Regions from separate parts of the Capsicum annuum genome. Here region 1 is linked to region 2. Evidence: chromatin contacts called from public Hi-C data. All regions are on one chromosome and are shown on one strand. The core of a region is the stretch at or near the end of the contact, and the rest is flanking DNA. Distances in the headings are between cores, read along the strand shown.

Region 1 (2,832 bases), core at 67-2,566, 35 kb after region 2:
AACAACAAAACCAACAACGAAGGCAGGATTTTCACAAAGGGTTCATCATCTATTATATACACCAACAACAACAAAACCAACAACAAAGGCAGGATTTTCATGAAGGGGTTCATCATCTATTATCTATACCATCTACTATACAACAACTACAACAACAAAACCAACAATGAAGGCAGGATTTTCACGAAGGGTTCATCATCTATTATATACACCAACAACAACAAAACCAACAAAAAAGGCAGGATTTTCAGGAAGGGGTTCATCATCTATTATCTATATCATCTACTATACAACAACAAAACCAACGACGGCAGGATTTTCACAAAGAGGATTCATCATCTATTATATACACCATCTACTATACAACAACAACCAATATAATCCTAAAAGTCATACACCATCTATTATATACACATAAAAAGCAACATTTAGGCAAATCAAGCATATACACTAAAATAAAAACCATATTAAATTAAACAAAAAACAACAAGATTTACTCTATATATACCTGAAGAGCAGAGAGATGTTCTTGGAAGAAATCATCAGCTTTAGTATTAGACCCTTGATCAATCAACTTCTGACAAATCTTACTATCCTGCAAACAACTATGTATCCTATTCCAATTCTTATCAACTCTTTTCTGCAACCAATTACTATAATCACCAAATCTATACTCCTTATACCCTTTCCCACTTATCTTCTCACCAGCACCTTTATTAGTCACAACAAATGCAAATATAGTAAAACAAAACAACAACAAAATCAACAAGAACATTACTAACAAGTATACCCAAAGTAACCATGTCACTCTACAACATGAGCCAATTATCCCTGCTAATGAAACAAGCAGTATGAACACTCCTAATGCTATTACTGGCTTTTCAAGAAACCTTTCACACTCTGTGTTTGCTTGTTTTGATAGCCAAATACCTCCTCCTATTATTGGTATTGAGATTAACAAAGTCACTATGTTCAATATCCCCACTAAATTGTTGCTACAACGCACCATTTTCCTTTAGCAAGATTCAATCTTTGGGGGTTTTGAGCAAAAATAAGGACACTCCACAAGATCAAGATTCAAGAATGATGTGTTTTGGGCAAAAACAAGAACACCCCACAAGAGAAAAATTCAAGAATGGTGAGTTTTGAAGCAAAACAAGAGGGACCAACAATGGAAAATTTGAAACTTTGAGGGGTTTAGAGCAAAAAACAAGAAATACCCGCAAGAGAAAACTGAAAATCTTGGTGAATGTGGGGAAGTTATGGAGGGATTTGTATGTATTTATAGTAAAATAATAACTGCTCAAAGAAGAGTGGGAAGCGGTGTGAGGAAAGGGGTAAGAAGTTTACAAAGACGCGTATTGTGGCGCGTGGAGTTAACTACTTTGCGGGGCGGGGGCGGGCGGTAGACGGCTCGGTGTTCTAAAGCTTATTTTATGTGTGAATTTCTGGTAAAAAATCAAATCACAAAAGTGTAAGATCGTGAAAAAAGATATTAAATTACATATATGTATAAATTTTGATAGTTGAAGTTTAATTGCAGAAAATTTTAATATTTTTTATAATTATTGAAAATCTTGATTTTGGGTCTTTCGAGATACATAATTAGCTCTTAATATATTCAATGAAGATATAATTTTTCCGTTGTAAAGATACATAATTAACTTTCAATAATTTTTTTTTCAATTTTGAATCTATCGAGATACATAATTAGCTCCCGATATATACAATGAAGATATATAATTAGTTGAGGTTTTTGAAATAATACTGTAAGAATGGAGATTTATGTAAATATGATAAGTTGCGGTGTATGTTTATGCTATTTTGTTATATTATAATATATTCTAATTTTGTAATCGTAAACATGTTATTTAGATATATATCTTCACAAAAAAAAAATCTATTTTTATTAAATATATCACGAGCTAATTATATAATTTGACTGATTCAAAATTGAAATTTTCACAATTATATAAAATATCAAAAAAATTTACGCTAAAGCTCCAAATTATCGAAATTTGGATTGTTTTTAATAAGAATTGTGGGTCCCATAGCAGTTAGAAAAACGTAATGGTCAACTTTTGATGTTATTACTTTGCGAATAAAAATATCTTTAAAAAAAAATATATCTTCATCCACTTATTTAGTTATAATAATTAATAGATAATATGATACTTTTTGAGATAATTAGGCACTTTTTTGGATTTTACGAAAACTTTAGTATATTGAACTGTACTTTATTTTAATCGCAAGCGTACGTTATTAAACTAACAAATATTTTACTTTAATAGAAATGAATTTAGACAAAACTTTATCAATTTTCCTCATTGTATACTTTTAGTATCGCGTTTTTTGCCTTTAAAAACGAGCCACCTACGATCATAAATACTGTCTAATTATGCTTTTATCTTCTAATTTTGCAATAAATCTTAAATTATTTTGCAACTCGCTTCATTTTCGCACATTCATTCTTTCGATATTACTTTTTACCTATACAACGAATTTCAATTAAGCTCGATTCACTTACTTTTTTTTTTACATTTCTCTTTTAATAAGTTTTCTAAAATAGCATGATTAAAAATGGTCCTACAAAACAATGATATTTCATTAAAAGCAAAGTCCAAAATGTTAAAATAAATATCTTAAATTGTACTAATAATTTTTCTATAGACTATAATGTCTTTTTCACAAGTGGTTAAGAAGTTTTTTTTTTCTTTTTTCTAAGTGGTGAACAAGTCTTGAAAATTCCAAAATATCATTTTCAGTACACACGTAGTTGAATTATATTACGTACACTACTTGAAAAAGTCTTAATTAAGGAAACAAAAAAAA
Region 2 (2,700 bases), core at 102-2,601:
GAATTGAGTTTTTTTTTAGATTTTATATTTGTATTAAAAAGAGATATGATTCTGATGGCAAGTTTAGAGTCGTAAAACTTCAAAATACACCTGCAACATTTAAATTCAAATTAAATTCTATCTTTAATTAAGAGTTAATTTAGGTTTCAAGATTTATATTCTTATCATGTTATTACAATCAAGTTTCAATTTATTTTTTTTTGGGAATTTGAGAATATAAAGTCATGAATTTAAATTATGATTATAATTACATTTTCAATCGCTGCTTTGAAATTATGAAATGAAATTACTTGTCTTGTTTATTTAATGTTAAACTTCTATATTATAATACTCACATTATTCCACATATTAAGGGCGTGTTTGATGCATTTATGTATAATCTAACAAAATGTACAAAGATGAGGAGTAGGGGTTGAAATTTATTTTTTCTATTTTTGTTATAAAATTTTTATTTTTAAAATTTTTAAGAAACTTTCTTCTGTCATATATATGAATTGTCATCTTCAATGTTATGTCAATTTGAGCTTGAAGAGTAATAGTTAAAGTACATAGTACAATATGCTTCCTCTATCATCAAATGAATATGTTTTTATTGTTATAATAAAATATTATATTATATAAAAAATATTTATTATAGAAAAATTTGACTGTGTTAATTAATTCTAATTCCTATCTTGGAGAATCACGAATACGTCTACCAAACTTCTTACAATAAAGAAATTTTTAAATGATTAATAGATTTTTAATCTCGTGGCAAAGTATATTCTACGACTTGAATTAATTTTAATTGTTGTCTTGGAAAATGAATAAATCTACCAAACTTCTTACAATGAAGAGATTTTTAAATTATTAATAAATCTTTTATCTCGCAGAAAAATATATTCTACAACTTGAAGTAATTCTAATTCCTATCTTGGAGAATGAAGACGTCTACCAAGTTTCTTACAACGAAGAAATTTTTTAAATTATTGATAGATTTTTTTTTTTTATCTCATGTCAAAGTATATTCTACGACTTGAAGCCTCTACGATCCACAAAGCTCGACGAAGCCGACCAAGAGTAAGGAACGAAATGTGTATATCATCAATAGTCGATTTTAGTAACTTCAGCGATTGATAAGTGACTGATATACACTATTCAAATTTCATACTCAATCGAACTGCAGGTCGTTGTATAAATTGAAACCAAACGAATATATTATTTTATACTTTATAAATACCATTATAAATATTTTCGAACCGTCCTACACCTAATATGGGACCATATACTTAATTAGCATGTTATGGGGAAGGTATACACACCATGATTTTTGGCAAAAAATAGTTGGCAGGGTTAAGATGCATTTATTACAAACTTTGAGGGTTCAAAGTCTTAAAAAGCAACAGAACTTTTGGGCCCTCACAAAAGTTTTTATTGATGCTCTGACTTGTCAATTTTGATAATATAGGCCCCCTTAGTTCATAAATATTATATTTATAGATAATGAACTTTCAATATTTACGTAAAAATTATTTTAGACCACAAATTTTAAGAATTAATTTTGTATTCAATTAAATACCGCAACATAAATTGAAACAAAGGGCAAAGTAATGATTACTCTTTTGTTTTGTTATTAGTACTATATAAATATTCTTCGTCTCAAATTAGCTATCTAATTTTTAAAACTAATTATCACAATTTATTTGTCATTTTTAGAAGCTCGAGACAAAATTATCTCAATTTTGCCTTTTGTAGATTCCATAACAATTTCATAAATGGCAAGTTCGACACAACTGGGATTCATTTTAAAATATTGCGGAAGCCGTTATCAATTCATTCTTGAAGACTACAAACACATCAATTATATGTAAATACTAAATTTAAATATGTAAAATTTGTACTTGTAAATACTAAATTGTAATATATAAAATATTAAATTTTTATTTGTGGAGTATTTTAAGCCAAGTAATGATTTTCAAATTTATTCCTTCACCATTTTATTTGTTTTTTTATCCTCCGTTAATTCTTCGATCCATGAAATTGATCCCTTATTATTATTATTTTTCATCTCAAATATGTCTCTCACACTAACGATTGTCCAGCTTGTGTTGGATATTTGCCACGATCCAAGCCACGTAATATATATATATATATATATATATATATACCCATAAATTGGAATAATATCTTCAATTCGTAATGTACCAAAAATATTAGCAAAATATCTAAGTTAGTAGGGGCTTAGGACGGCAAAATGACCTTCTCGACCCCTGTACTATGTCGGTTTTGTAAGTTGGACACTTCTTACTTACATGTTTGTCATCTGGACCCCTGAACCCACTAAAAAGAAACATTTTAAACCCTTTTTTGGTGAGTGTAACACACTCTCCTCCACATCAGCTGCCATATCAGCTGCCACGTCTGACAGGTCTGCCACGTCATTTAAAAAAATATTACATTAAATTTCAAGTCATTTTTAAAATGCTACATAACAAATTAAATATTAAAATTAATTTAATTAAATAAGAAAAATTTATAAATTGTAAAAAAATTTGAATAATCATGTTTTTATTTTTCTCACAAATTAAACATCAAATCCATTCTAAATAATTAAAATTTTTCTCCAACTAATTTAAATTTTTAACTATAAATTCATACATACAAACATAATAAATTTTTTATTTTGAAATTTGAATATTTTTAACAAATTCACAAAGTTTA

Evidence for each region. Hi-C and Micro-C count contacts between places; a contact is called where the count stands out from the background.
Region 1: a contact with region 2 is called in a Hi-C map of placenta, with 1.8 times the contacts expected there. The contact joins the promoter of LOC107854231 here to the enhancer-like site in region 2. A contact is called at or near these places in 2 of 5 Hi-C or Micro-C datasets (leaf and placenta).

Annotation. Positions count from the first base shown.
Region 1 is chr7:2,084,746-2,087,577 of UCD10Xv1.1, forward strand. It overlaps LOC107854231 (tetraspanin-8), which reads right to left and starts at 1,317. Exons shown (of 2, transcript XM_016699228.2): 1 at 509-1,317. The coding sequence starts at 1,009.
Region 2 is chr7:2,050,195-2,052,894 of UCD10Xv1.1, forward strand. No RefSeq gene overlaps it. Among protein-coding and RNA genes, the nearest start is that of LOC107854254, 11 kb to the left of the region's middle. Within about 2 kb of position 1,352, at least 1 of the 5 cell types and tissues checked has an H3K27ac peak or open chromatin away from gene starts, as enhancers often do.